Linked DNA regions of Macaca mulatta: region 2 is linked to region 1. The links are chromatin contacts, called in public Hi-C maps. All regions are on one chromosome and are shown on one strand. The core of a region is the stretch at or near the end of the contact, and the rest is flanking DNA. Distances in the headings are between cores, read along the strand shown.

Region 1 (7,639 bases), core at 2,520-5,019:
TAACAAATAGGAAAATACAGTACTGCTGAGAACTACATTATAAATAAAACTGCATTATCTAGACCCTTATGCGGGGGAAATGTTACACCAGCACCCAAACTGGAATAAAGTAGAAGAAAGAAGGAATCACTAATTCCTTCCCCATCCCATTTTGCCATGAGCCCTTTAGGTGGTACCCATGCCACTCCTCCCCAACTTTTCACCCTCAGTGTCAGTGCAAGAGTGGAGAGTTGAAATGTAGTTGTTTTACTGAAAGCCTACTGCAGAAGCTTTTGGAATTAGTAGCAGTTTCTAACTCTCCAATCTGCATTAGACAACAGAGGAACTAGCTGGTTTCCCAGCACTTTCTTTAAGAGGTATAAAGCATTACTTCAGAGTTCACTTACCACAGTGAGTAAAACCAATCAGATATCTCTTTAGAATAGATGAAAGGAGGATTTCCTTTCCTTCTGGATTAAAAGTCCCCGATCTACCAAGCCCACAAACCATAAACGCAACCACAAAAATCAATGGCAGTAAGAGTCTCAAGGATTCTGAAAACAGTACAACTAGACACTTGATATTGGCACCAGAAAGTTTACAGCCCAATCTCAGATGGTTTTAATATTTGTATCATTGGACTTTATCATGAGTTAACATCTAATTAAATAATGGGGCAAGAATTGAAGTCAGACTATTAAAAAATCTAGCTCAGCAATTTATTGGTGACCTTAGGCAAGTTCCTAAACCTCGGTTTCCAATTCTTCACCTGAAAAATGGAGATAACCTCACAATACTGCCCAGCAAGATGGTGAAAATTACAGCTTACCGGCAGGGCACGGTAGCTCACACCTGTAATCCCAGCACTTTGGGAGGCCAAGGCGGGCAGATCACGAGGTCAGGAGATGGAGACCATTCTGGCTAACACAGTGAAACCCTGTCTCTATTAAAAATACAAAAAACGGCCGGGCGCGGTGGCTCAAGCCTGTAATCCCAGCACTTTGGGAGGCCGAGACGGGCGGATCACGAGGTCAGGAGATCGAGACCATCCTGGCTGACACCGTGAAACCCCGTTTCTACTTTAAAAATACAAAAAAAAAAAAACTAGCCGGGCGAGGTGGCAGGCACCTGTAGTCCCAGCTACTCGGGAGGCTGAGGCAGGAGAATGGCGTGAACCCAGGAGGCGGAGCTTGCAGTGAGCTGAGATCCGGCCACTGCACTCCAGCCTGGGCGGCAGAGCGAGACTCCGTCTCAAAAAAAAAAAAAAAAAAATACAAAAAACTAGCTGGGCGTGGTGGCGGGCGCCTGTAGTCCCAGCTACTCACGAGGCTAAGGCAAGAGAACGGCGTGAACCCGGGAGGCGGAGCTTGCAGTGAGTCGAGATCATGCCACTGTACTCTAGCCAGGGCGACAGAGCAAGACTCCGTCTTAAAAAAAAGAAAGAGAGAAGGAAAGAAAACTACAGCTTATGGCAGCAGCCTGGGAATATGTGGCTTATGATGTAACTATTAGCGATTACTGAAAATATATCTCAATAAGAAAACAGTAAATCTTTTGGCTAAGCCATAGCTTTTGATACAAATAAAGCTAAATGTCTATTAGCTGTAATGGTGGAAACCACATTTTAGTTTATTGGAAGAGGTCCAGCACAAGAGACAAAATGAGCTGGAATCCTAGTTCTGCCAGGATAACCTTGGCAACACTGGTTAACCTGCTGGACCCTCAATTTCCCATCTGGTTAAATATACCTAGCTAACAGACTTCTGTAAATTTAATGAGGTAATCTACAAAAGTTCCTAGTATTGCTATTTGTTAATTTTCCCAATAGTAAATTAAGAATAAAGATGAAAATCAAAATCAGCTATGAAATCCTCATTCCTCATATTTACAGAGAAGGTTTCATTTATTCATTCTATAAATGTTTATTGCAAACCTACTGTGTGTTCTTGACACAGGGGATCAAGTGATGAACAAGACAGACAAGATCTCTGCGTTCCTGGTACTTACATCCTAATGAGGGAAGAGAGAGAACACAATAATCCAAGGAGACAATTTCAGGGAGAAATTTAAGTTCTATGAGCAACAGCAAACAGGTGACGTGGCTTGGCTAGACGGGAGGGTCATTTAGCTTGGATGCATACAAGCCCAGGCCTGCCTGACCTCCTTTAGCCAGGAGAACCTCACCTTGTATGATACTTGCGGGGTACAGTGTAGATGATGAGAAACCAGGCCTTCGCTTTCACCTATCTGTGGAAGTATCTCTTTTGCAGCTGTAGTTTAAAACATTTCTAAATGCCCTCATCCCAATACTCAGACTCTGAGGGTCTGAGCAACCCCGAAGGGTCTCAAGCACCTCTGCGCAGTACGCAGACACATGGAAACCGACAACTTCACAGTCCCTTCAGCTCCAAGAGTCCCGTCTGAGGAGACTGGTGGCTTGTGAGATGGAGAAGGACAAGCACAAGTGTGCAGGAGGCAGCAAGCAAGTTGCGTTGCCGAAGGAGGGGCGGCGCGCCCCGGCTTAAGAAGTATCTGGACGACCTACGACAGTGCCCATCAGCGACTCCAGAGGCTAGGAACGCTCCCCGGGAAGCTGGGCAGTGCTAAGGGGCTGCCTGGGAGTATCTGGCTTATGATGACAGTACTTAAAGAATTTACCTGACCATGGAATAAACAGAGACAGAGATAGGAAAACCCAACTGCAGACAATGTTCAGAAAGAGTACATTAAGTCCCTAAGACCCTGAACTAAGATTCTGCTGCAGGGCCTCCGGGAAAGGACCAATGTGAAAGACACTGAGATAAGAGTTAGGGTGAGCCTAAAGGTGATCTGACCAGTAGTAATTGGAAAGTCAAAAGAAAAAAATTCCAGAAGGGGCCAGAAAGCTGATGAATACGTAAATTTAGAAAGGAAAGGAACGTGCCCTGGGCCTCCAGCCCGGCACGGGGGATCTGGGCAAGCCGCGGTTGGGAAGGCGGGCGAGCCGAGCGCCTGCCCCGAGAGCGTTGTCTCAGTCTCACCGGCGCGCCCCATCCCGCGGATGTGGTAAAGCGTCGCGCTCCGCCCAATTAACCAGGCTTCCTGAGCCTCCAGCCCCGGCGCAGAGCCTCCCCGCTGCCCAGGACAGCTCCGCGCGCCGCGTCCTCCCGCACCTGCGCTCCAGCCCCTGCGCTCGGTTCCTCCTGGCGGTCAATCCTCTGAGTCGTCCCTCGAGGGACGGAGCCCTAGGGTGGGTGAGACCCGGGTCCTCCCTCCCCGGGAGCTTCAGCCGGCACCGAGGGCGAGCTCCCAAGCTTCGGTCTGCCCCAGGGCCGGATCCTCCCCGGCCGACACGGGCAGACCCCGGTTCTGCAGAGACCCGCGGCGCCCCCCAAACCGCAGCCCTTCCGAGCCCGCGCCGCCGCCTGGCCCCCCGACACCTCGGCCCCATTTAGGCAGGCGCCCCGCCACTCACCTGAGCGCTGTGCAGCCGGAGACACTCCCTAGTTCCCCGGTGCAGGGCTCGGGGGTTAGCGCACAGACCCGGGAGAAGGCAACCCGGCTTCTCCGGTCTCCCCGCAACGTGCAGCTGACAGCTCTCGCACCGGCCGCAGGAGTCGGGGGCGGGGATGGCCACTCGCGGACAGACGGGGCCGGAGCCGCGCTGCGCACCGGCCGCGTCGCGCTCTGGTCCCTTCTCCCGGGCCGGCTGGCGGGCGCCACCAGCACGCGGCCAGTTCTGAGTACTTTGCCCAGAACTTCTCGGCGCGCGCCGCCCGGCGATTAGCCAGAGGAGCGGCGCAGGGGCGGGAGCGCAGGGGAGGGGCCTGCAAGGCCCGGGGGCGGGGCCCCGAGGGGGCGGGAGGGCGGCAGAGTGACACACGTTCCCACCAATCATAAGTCGCCTTTGGGGAAGGAGGTGGGGCGATGCCCTCGGAAGAAGCCCGCGGATTCCATGACGCAGCCGGGGGACTAGGGATCCCGGATTTCGGACGGGTTGGGAGGGCGGAGGTAGGCGAGTGCTGCGGCGTGGCACGGAGTGAGGCTCCCGGCGGTCCAGCTGGGTGCCTGCTAGCTGTAGGCGTTCGGTAAATGTTCCTCGAGTGGCTCTTCCTGGCCAGGGAAGGAGGAAGAAGTGAAGGCAGAGTGGGAGGGGCAGGTTTACGAAGAAGGCTCCAGGGGACCCTTGCGTTCGCACAGGCTAGGAGAACTCTACCTCCCGAGGAAGTCAGACTGAGGCAGAGTCGTCGAAAACGGAGGAAATACGTGGGGAGGCAGCACTCTAGGCACGAGATGACAAAGGACAGTATCATTGTGAGACCCGGGGCTCGGAGACCGTGACCCTACCTCCAGAGGCAGCCGTGCAGATACGTGCCGGAGTGATTTTGTTCTCTGCAGTTTATGTGCAAGGGCGTAGGGGGTCGGGAGAGCACCGTCGTTACTATTAAATCTCCCTGAAAGACGGGAAAGTCTACCCGACTTGACTTCCCACTAGCCCAATGGCCTTCTTTGATCCTAGCATGAATGCAAGCAGCTGATGATTTGGGGTCAGTTTGCAGACTGCAAATGTGTCGAGTGCCGCAGGTGGCGGGTGGGAAGGGCGTGAGCATTTACTGAGCACCTAATATGTGCCAGGAGCAGTTGCGAGCTTGCAACTGTGAGAAAGGCGTACCAGGCTCCTGTACTCACGGGTCTTGCATTTTTGTGGAAAGGCAGACAATAAAGAAGAGAATATACATATCCATGCACAAAATAAAAGGCTGACGAACTGTTAGTACTGAGAGGAGAGCCAAGCCCAGCTTTCGAAAGTGGTTTAGTGCGTGATGGCGCGCTCACCCTGAGGGGCCTCTAGGCGAGGGTGACTTTTACCCAGATTCCTGAGCATGGGAAAGGAGCTGCCACACCCAGTCTCGCTAAGAGCGTTCCAGGCGAAGGGAATAGCAAAGACAAGGTATTTAGCCTCCCTGAAGACCCAAATGACCGACCTCACCCAGCTGGGCACCGCGCGTGGCTCGCTGGGCTCGGCGCCTGGCACAAAGGGCTCCACAGTGTTAAATCCCCCTGCCAACCACCACCTGAGGCGCTCGTCGCATTTCCAGTCTCCAAACTGACCCCAATTCAAGGTTTCTGAGACTCTTTCCGGAGCTATTCTGTTCACATTTCATTCACCACGTTCAGATCTCTGCTTTCTGGAACCATCCCCCTCGCGAAATGTCTGGGACTGTCTGTTTCGGATCTGGCAGGCGGCGGGCGAGGGCGGGAGGCGCCAGAGATGCTGCCGAGCAAACCGACTGTCATGCCGCCTGCGTCGGCACACGGAAAAGCTTATTGGAGAAGATTTCAAATCGAATGACTCCGCGGTTCCTAAACAACCTCGCAAAGCCCGACCAGCGCCAGGTGGCTCGATGGGTAGTGGAAGGACGTGTCTGGCAGGCGCGCGGACAGTCCAAGGAGGCACCTTGCCCACGCCCAGCCCCGCCGCCGGAGCAGCTTAGACTGGGTTTTCCTAAACCTCCTTCCATTTTTCTATAATTCCTCTCTGAGAGAGGCTTGCTCTCCCCTCCTCCTGCCAATCCCCTTCCTCGTTCAAGCTATTTCTTTTTCTTTTGCTCTCCACCTTCAGCCTCTCCGCCTGTTTCTTTAGCATTAGTTTTTCTGTAGGAGACCAACCTTCAATCGGAAAGGAAGTTATTTGCATAGGGCTTTGTTGTTTACACTAGCATCCCGTTCTGGGCTTTTTCATTAATGTCTTCCAAATCAAATCATAATAGAGTGTACATTCTCTCTCTTTGTGTGTGTGTGTGTGTGTGTGTACTTGAGGCGTTAATTGGACAGGATGAGAGAATTATTCACATTGTGCCTTGTCCCCATGTAAAGGAGGAATTGTACTGTGGCTTTTCATAGTTTCATTTCCTCTTCTACTCCTAAATAAGCTTCCAGGCTCTCCAGCTCCTAAAATCTAAAGGAAAAAAAAAAAAAAAGTTGAAACCCACGCGGAGCTAATTATTCTTGAAAAAGCTTGTTAATGTTCTAAAATTAGCTTTCTTCTCAGTCTTATTTTAAAATAACGATTTGAATGTCTAATAAAGATCAGTGGTTCCATATTAAGAGTTCCTAGAGACCCTCTTCTTTGAACTGTTGAACAAATACTTTTTCTCTTTGGAGACACGCCCACCACAGTGGGAATTTTTCACATTTGGCACAGTGGTCTTAGCTTCTGAAATCGGTAATAGGTAAGCGGGTGCTACCTGAGTTTGCATGTTTTGATAGTAAAGGAAACTGAGGACCTCTAGAATCAGACTACCTCAGTTCCTGTCTTATGATGACCACCTCATTCTGTGATCACCTTTCCTTGTCTGTAAAATGGAGATAATTAAGTACCTGCTGGACTACAGGAAGAGTTTGATCATCCATTTGCAAACAGTTCCTGCATACAGAGTTCTCAACCTCAGCACTATTAACATTTTAGGTAAAGATAATTCTTTCCTGCTGGAGGTAAGGGGTGGGGAGGGGTGCTGTCTTGTGCATTTAGCAGCATTTCTGGCCTCCACCTACTAGATTCAAGGAACACCCTGTCCTCCCCAGTTGTAACAACAAAAAATCTCCAGACTTTTGCCAGAAGTCCTCTGGAGAGCAAAATCCCCCCGATGAGAACCACTGGCATAACACATAGTAAGTGCCTACAGGAGGCGATATAGGGAAATGCTTATGGATATGGGTTTCTAAGGTGTGAACCTCAGGCAAATTTTGTTTCCTTAAGCCTCATCTGTAAAATGGGAATGATAATAATGCTAACTTCTTAAAGTTGTCTAAGGATTAAATACAATTGTGAATGTAAAAGCAATTTGCACAGTGCCTGGCACATGGTAAACTCAAAATATGAGCTTCTGGTCTCATTTGTTTCCTGTGAAGAGACGGCATTGGGCTAAATTGGGGATGACACATCTTGACTTATTTGCTGCCACTTTCCTCCTGCCTTGTATCAGACATCATTATTAAGTCAAGGTTGCCTTTTCCACTGAGTCCAAATAGAGCCTCAGAATCCTTCTCAACACTGCAAGAAGCTGCCACTGATAGGCCAAGATCAGTATCTAAGATAATGCTGAATTGCCATTCTGGGGCTAGATGAACTTTAAGATCCCTAATAGCTTCAGTTTTCTGATACAATTACAAGTGAGGAGGAACTATTGTTTATCACTTCATCAACTTCTTTTATGAAGGGGTGGTGGAGCAACGCCCAGAAAGTTCCCAGTGTCTTGACCATAATCATACAGTCTATGAGTGGTCAGAGGCTGTCTCCAACCCTCTTAAACGGCCATCTTTTTGCCACATCTACCGCCTATGGAAAGTGGGAAAAACACTTGTCTAAATCTGAGTTGCCATCCTCTCCAACCTGTACAGCCCTACTCATCTTCTTCCTCCTTCACTTTCATCTGAAAAATGAATCAAAGTATTTAGTTGCATATGAACACCTTGTAAGCATTCTTTTACAACTGTTAGTATAATTCTTGACAAGGATTGTTCAAAAATTCACCAATTCCTTTATTAGATTGCCTGCTTTGTATAAGAGATCATTCTTAGCAAGCACTTCAAAGTGAATAAAAATGAATCAGTGAGTGTCCCTTCAGTGCTTTTATAGTTTTCTATATTGGGCAGATCAGATGTGGACATAAATAACTAC
Region 2 (7,639 bases), core at 2,787-5,286, 150 kb before region 1:
CTTCCTCTCTGAATTCCTCCTTTTGTGGGTTTGTGTAGAAAGCCAAGGTTGAATTGGATTTTTTGGCACAAAGGAAACCTCTGAGAAGGTGGAAGAGCCAGAGGGTCAGAACCCGGGACAGGAATGTCTATGACTCACTCCTGATCGTTCCTCTTTCACAAAGGCCACACCCCAGTCTACCAAGGGAGCTGAAAACAAAGTCCTATGTGAGTCTGGAGAGACTCTTCAGGGCAAGAATGAACAGCATACACGAAGGGCTGCTTTCACATCCACCGCAGACTCCAGTAGCTCTGAGCACAGTCACTGAGTCCACACGAGAGACCCCACAAAGGGTGAGGGGAAAAGGACGCAGCGATGGAAACAGAGGGGCTGGGTGAGATCTAGCATTTGCTGAGGGGCACTGGGAAGCTCAAATCCTCTAGGCCTTGGTTTCCTCGCCTGTAACTGATCCCTGCCTCACCTTCCACAGAGCGCCATTTTGGAGATCAAGTAAGATCATGAATGCACGGAGCACTCTACACATCTAATACTTGTTATAAGAAAAGTTTTTAACAAGAAATGCTTTCTCTGGTTTCTGACCACATGAGTCATTTTGATATTGTGGTTTTGGGTCTTTTCGATGAGAAACAATAGAGAGGCAAGTTTCAACGGAGTCGAACTCTCAAGCAGCAACGACTTCCACTTGCCTGGCTGCTCCCCACCTGGAACATCCACATACCCAGCAAATCCACAGGATAACAAAATCGAGGGGCTTTGAGGGAGAGACCGCCATCGCTTTCCAAATCAGACCGTTGTCTAGGAAACTCAGAAGAAAAGCCAAGTTGTTTCTTGCCAGGTCCTTAAGCTTCGAGATATAATTTCCATCAACATCCTCCTTAAAAAAAAATTCCACCCAAAATATTAATTCAGGGGGCTTGCCCAGTTTATTATATTAGTCATCCAGAAACCTGTACTCACTGTAGAGAGGCGCAAGAAAACAAACCTCTAAGCCATGAGAGCTTAAGTGTATCAATGACACAGAATGGGCAAGGGCAGAGTCATGCTGCCTCCATCAAGGTAGACTGTCTGCTGGGCTGGAGGCAGAAAGAGCCATACCAGGTACCAGTGGGAAACAGAATAAATGCTCTGGCACTCTCTTCAGACGTGTTAAATTAGAATAGACAAGGTCAGGAGAGGGAAAGAGGGGCACTGAGTTGATAGGTTCCTGTTGGCCAGGAAAAGGGAGGCTCCGACCCTACACCCTTCCCACTCCTAAGGCAGAGGGCTGCCTGGCGCACTGAATCACACAAGTGCCTCTTCACACTGATACTCACTCAGGATTCTCGGTGGTTTCCCAAGTAATCTGCCTATGGGAAAATCATACCTAGTCACACTGGACAATGCTCTCTGATCCCCAGAGCAGGTCTATTTTTCACAGTAAATGCATATAGTAGCATTCTAGTTTACACATCAGACTCTTGTACGCTTAGTGTGAATTTATCCCTGAGATACTCATCCATTCTTAGGTATATTAAAATAACCAACTATCTGCGGCCATCAGGCTAAATTCCAGACAGATGAAGCAGCTCCATGATGATCAGGACTGGTGGTATGACCATGGTGAAGCCAGCTGTGAGCACTCCTGGCTGCCTGATAGCCATCTTCCATCAGAGACTCACCAGCGACATTAAGGCCCCTTCAAACCACTTGTACTAGAAGTGGAGATATAGCATATCTTATTTGAACATATGTATTATAGATACATGCCCTTCTAGTTTTCTTTCATCAAGTCATTCCTCAGGCTCCTCTCTGCCTTGTCAACACTCCTCTTACTATTCTTTTCCCTTTTTTGTGAAACGGAGTCTTGCTCTGTTGCCCAGGCTGGAGTGCAGTGGTGCAATCATGGCTCACTGCATCCTCTGCCTCCCAGGTTCAAGTGATTCTCCTGCCTCAGTCTCCTGAGTAACTGGGATTATAGGCATGTGATACCACACCTGGCTAATTTTTTGGATTCTTAGTAGAGATGGGGTTTCACCATGTTAGCCAGGCTTGTCTGGAATTCCTGACCTCAAGTGATTCACCTACCTCAGCCTCCCAAACTCTTATTACTATTTGTTTTTTTTTTTTTTTTGAGACGGAGTCTCGCTCTGTCGCCCAGGCTGGAGTGCAGTGGCGTGATCTCGGCTCACTGCAAGCTCCGCCTCCCAGGTTCGCACTATTCTCCTGCCTCAGCCTCCTGAGCAGCTGGGACTACAGGCGCCCGCCACCACGCCCAGCTAATTTTTTGTATTTTTAGTAAAGACAGGGTTTCACCGTGTTAGCCAATATGGACCTCGATCTCCTGACCTTGTGATCCACCCGCCTCAGCCTCCCAAAGTGCTGGGATTACAGGCATGAGCCACTGCGCCCAGTCATTCTTACTATTCTTAACACTTTATATTAAAAGGCATTGTAGGCCAGGCGTGGTGGCTCAAGACTGTAATCCCAGCACTTTGGTAGGCCAAGGCAGGCGAATCCCATGAAGTGAGTTTATGACCAGCCTGGCCAATATGGTGAAACACCATCTCTATTAAAAATACGAAACTTAGCTGGGCATGGTGGCACAAGCCTGTAGTCCCAGCTACTTGGGAGGCTGAGGTGCAAGGATCACTTGAACTGGGAGGCAGAGGTTGCAGTAAACTGAGATTGTGCCATTGGAAGCCCGCCTGGGCAACAAAGTGAGACTCTGTCTCAAAAAAAAAAAAAAAAAAAAAGGCATTGTAGAAGTTCCCAGTAAATATAAGAGCAATAGCCATTTACTGAATATTTCCATCAGTGTATTATTTTGTTTAAGCCTTACTACAACCTATTAGTCAAACATTATCATTCCTAATTTATAGATTAAAAAAAAAAAGGGAGGCTCAGAAAGTTGAAGGAACTTACATAAGGTCACGCATGGAACAAACTGTGGAGTTAAGATTGGAAGCAGGCAGGTCTGCACATCCTACACCCAGCACATCCTAAACTACTAACAATAACCACTTCTCTTTCTTGCTTATTTCATGGAACTAAATGCTAAGTTATGTAACCCTCTTTCTGTCTTTGTGCACAGGTGCCCAGGAGCTCTGATTTCTCCCCACTGTGCCATCATGGGAAACACACAAACAGATCTTGTTTTGGGCCCTGTCCCACCAGGGCTCAGAGGACTGAAGCTCAACTTTACACAGTTCACGTTACTATTCTTTTCTTATAGCTATTCATCCTGTCCTGATTGTCTGCTGTAGTTTGAGGCTATTTTTGGCCTTTATTTTTTCACAAGAGTGCATATGATACCATGGAAACCAAATTATATTTTCATTTATTCTCATTCTATTTTAGGTTCAGTATTTAAATAACCCAGATGAATTTTGAATCACACAGATTATCTTATCCCCTTTAACTACTGATTTAGCTCCCTACTTCCCCAGTATCAGTCCATGTTTAATTTCTTGTTTTAGCTTCTAACTGGCAAGCTACTGACAGTGTGCTTTGGGTTACTGTATATTCATTTTCCTTCAAGTTCCAGAGAACACTCCTTATCATTTACAGTTAAGATAAGCACTATCATCATAAGTCTCTCAGCCAACCCACGCTTCCCTTCCTCTCTCTGTAGTGCAAATCCATTGATAAAGAGAGCAGCAAGATAAAAGAATATTTTAGCAATCCACCCCCCCTTTCTCCTTAGTTCTCTAAGAACTGGGGGCTGAGAAATGTACAGAAACAATGATGTTTAATGTTCCTAGGGATTTAGGGATATACAGAGAGTGAACGTGAGATTGCTACCTTAACAAGGTGGGAGAGGGTATATTTTATTTTTTAAATTTGTTATAATTTTTAAAAAATTTCTTTCTGTGTATCTTAGTAAAAGAAGGTTTTTTAAAATTTTCAATATGTGTACACTCCATTTTAGGTAAATAATTCCCTATTGACAAGTATTTTAGATGTTCCCACCCCATATTATTGATGCATGCTGGCATGCATCAATAATGACAGCAAACACTCATATAACATGTATCTTCATGTCTCAGATACTGCTCCAAGTGCTTTGCAGACAGTGTCTCGCAGAATCATCACAAAATCATGTGAGGTACATACAACTGTCATCATCTCCACTCTCGAGAGCAAACTAAAGCACAGAGAAGCTATGTAACTTGCCCTGGGTTATAATGCTAGTAAGAGGTAGAAATGAGATAGGATGGATCCTAGGCTGTCTGATGTCTGAGTATTACTGTATGCTACTTCTATGGCAAGAATGTGATGGAACTTTAGGCTGCATGAGTACAAGGTTGTGCATCCATCAGATGAGGGCAAGGACTCCTATCCGGATCCCTCACCCCCACCCCACTGTGATATCCTAGCACCTGGAACAGTGGCAGGCACATGGTATATGTTCTAGAAATAATTTATTGATATGAATGAATAAATACATCAATGAATGATTCCTCTCAAATCAAAATTGAGAATAACACATTTATCTGGTGCTACCCATTCTGCTGGGGGCATTCATGCTCTGGAATAACGATGTCAGTGTGTTAGGGAGCAATGTTAAACCTCTAAATTGAAGGTTGGGCCAATGTTCATCCTTTCAAAATTCTTTGTGCTAACGATTTTAAAGAGAAAGGACCCCGGCAATGCATGTAGCCAAGCAAGTGTGCAGAATTACTGGTGGTACCTTTATGCCCCTGGGTGGTGGCTTGGCTTCAGTGGAAGGGAAATCGATCCCTCCCTTTATGTTGAAAAGCACTGTAATTATCTCGGCTGCTTTGAAGCCAGTGAAAGGTAGGAAATAAATATTTCAGAAGCACAATGAACGGGAGACATAAGCAACCCCTCCCAACAAGCACAAAAGGGTGTATATACCTGTTCTGAGAAAAACTGGAAGCCCTTGTCCTCCCGAATACATTCATATGTTTCTCCAAGAACTGGATTAAATGGCTTGCTCCCAGCTCGGTAGTAGCTAGATGCATACGCTGATATGGCAAAGGCTGCCACATACACCTAAGGACAAGAGAAAAGAACGTTGTCACTTCTGTGTCACCAAGAGCTTTATTGTTCACAAAGAACTTAACAAAATAAAACCTCTATGATTTTCTTTCAGAAAGCCAAAGATTTGTCTTTGGTTGTTTAAAAACAACCAAACCAACATAGGTTTAAAATTGTAGGTTTAAATAATGTTTATTTGGGCCCCCAAACAAATTAATCCAATGTTTTCAAGCTGTCCGTTTATCTTGATGCCTAAAAGTTGGGAGACGCTATCAAGACGATGACATTTCTAAACTGGACTACGCTGTTTCTGGAAACTGGTAAGCTGAGGCCAGTACTTTTAAGCCTGACAGTATCTGAGGATCTTGATAAGATGCTAAGGCTTTAGGGGTAGAGTGGGGAAAGACTATTAAAAAAGGAGTGTTAAAACATCCCTCCAAAACTCAGGAATCAGCATCATAAATTTAACCATTCAAAATGTGATATTATAGAAACCAAAACATTCATTTTGACCAAAGAAAATCTGAGTCATTTCCTAAGCCTGGGAAACAAGCCACAGGATATAGTGACTTTAAAGTTCTGCTTTTTTGGGAGGAAAAGTGAAACATTAAAAAAAAAAAAAAATTAAAATAAAGAGCGGAAGGAAGAAAAACTTTACGTGAACACGAAGTGAACAAAGTCTCTGGGCGGCCCTCACTGTGAGGTCTTGGCATCAGCAGCGGTTCCCCGTCAGGGCACCGGGGGGGGCACATTACCTTCTTTGTCTTTTTTTCCATGTGTGTGAAAACAGTTAAGCCTAAGCAGTGATGGCAAATTTTCCTTTCTAATGTCGGCTAGTAACAATCTCAAGATTTCTTCTTCCCAGCACATTTCATGCAGTTTCTTATACTGAAGAAGAGCTGAGTGCCTTTCATAAATGCTCACTAGTCACATAACCTTCCTTTATAACCTTCTGCTAAATTTTTGGTGCTGCCTATAATAGGGGCCACCTCACCACCTCATGCTATAGAATTCTCTAGAGCAGCTGGATGGCTTATAAAAATCAGCTATACTTGGCTGGGTGCAGTGACTCATGCCTGTAATCCCAGCACTTTGGGAGACCAAGGCAGGCAGATCCGCTTGAGTCCAGGAGCTCAAGACCAGCCTGGACAACATGGCGAAACCTCTTCTCTACAGAAAAGATACAACAGACGTAGCTGGGTGTGGTGGCACATGCTTGTGGTCCCAGCTACTTGGGAGGCAGAAGTGGGAGGATTGATTGAGCCCAGGAGGTCAAGGCTACAGTGAGCCGTGACTGCACCACTGCACTCACTCCAGCCTGGGTAACAGAGCAAGACCCTGTCTCAAAAAAAAAAAAAAGGGCCGGGAACGGTGGCTCACACCTATAATCCCAGCACTTTGGGAGGCCAAGGTGGGTGGATCATGAGGTCAGGAGTTCGAGACCAGCCTAACCAACATGGTGAAACCCATCACTACTGGCCAGGCACGGTGGCTCAAGCCTGTAATCCCAGCACTTTGGGAGGCCGAGACGGGTGGATCACTAGGTCAGGAGATTGAGACCATCCTGGCTAACACAGTGAAACCCCGTCTCTACTAAAAAATACAAAAAACTAGCCGGGCGAGGTGGCGGGCGCCTGTGGTCCCAGCTACTCTGGAGACTGAGGCAGGAGAATGGGGTAAACCCGGGAGGCGGAGCTTGCAGTGAGCTGAGATCCAGCCACTGCGCTCCAGCCTGGGTGACAGAGCCAGACTCAGTCTCAAAAAAAAAAAAAAAACCCATCACTACTAAAGATACAAAAACAAGCCGGATGTGGTGGCACGCACCTGTAATCCCAGCTACTCAGGAGGCTCAGGTAGGAGAATTACTTGAATCTGGGAGGTAGAGGCTGCAGTGAGCCGAGATTGTGCCACTGCACTCCAGCCTGGTGACAGAGAGAGACTCTGTCTCAAAAAAAAAAAAGAAAAAATCAACTACACTCAAGTCAGTCCTACTTGTGACTGCCTGCGTTCTTGAAACCTGGGTGTGTGTTCCTCTCCCTGCTTCTCCACATTGGTAACCTGTGAAACAGTACAGCCACACCGTGTATGGAATGCTGAATCAACCCTTAGTCACCTTCACCATGTAAAATAGAACACAACCGATGAAAGAACCTAGTGCCATGCATGATGCTGTGGGGAAGAGAGACCTAAGGGGAGGCAGAAGGAAGCACTCTGCCTATGGGTTGGCAGCACGAGGGAGAGTCCAGGCAGGGGCATAAGCAGACCTGCAGGTTAGTAAACAAAACCCATGCAATAAGACTCCTGCTTAGTGGTTATGCTGGGGATGAGAAGCCTCTCCTCAAACCTCTGCTCAAGGGCAATTACACCAATCAATCATCTGAATATCCTAAGGGTCTCTAAATTGCCACAGGATGAAACATCTTTAAGAAACTTTCACCCTCAAAGCCAATCATTTCCTTTAAAGAAAAGAGCTGCCCACAAATGCTGACTTTTAACACTTGCCTTAGAAGCTATTTCTAGAAGCTTTGCCTTCCTTTTATTCAGCAAAAATTATCTGGGGACAAGTAACCAAGAACAGTTTAAAAAATACAGCTTGTTTTTGTCTCCTACCCTGATTATCAGTAACAAGAAAGAAAGTCTTTTGGGCCAAGTACAGTGA

What was found. A called contact is a pair of places that touch in the nucleus more often than the background predicts.
Region 2: a contact with region 1 is called in a Hi-C map of fetal cortical plate, with 2.1 times the contacts expected there. The contact joins the enhancer-like site here to the promoter of OSBPL3 in region 1. A contact is called at or near these places in 4 of 14 Hi-C or Micro-C datasets (fetal cortex germinal zone, fetal cortical plate, fibroblasts and 1 more).

The regions. Positions count from the first base shown.
Region 1 is chr3:103,408,224-103,415,862 of T2T-MMU8v2.0, reverse strand. OSBPL3 (oxysterol binding protein like 3) reads right to left here and starts at 3,769. Exons shown (of 25, transcript XR_013415907.1): 1 at 3,434-3,769.
Region 2 is chr3:103,558,833-103,566,471 of T2T-MMU8v2.0, reverse strand. OSBPL3 (oxysterol binding protein like 3) reads right to left here. Exons shown (of 25, transcript XR_013415907.1): 16 at 4,858-4,995. Among named protein-coding and RNA genes, the nearest start is that of GSDME, 71 kb to the left of the region's middle. Within about 2 kb of position 4,036, at least 8 of the 40 cell types and tissues checked have an H3K27ac peak or open chromatin away from gene starts, as enhancers often do. A contact at or near this core is called in fetal cortical plate, where this site is marked.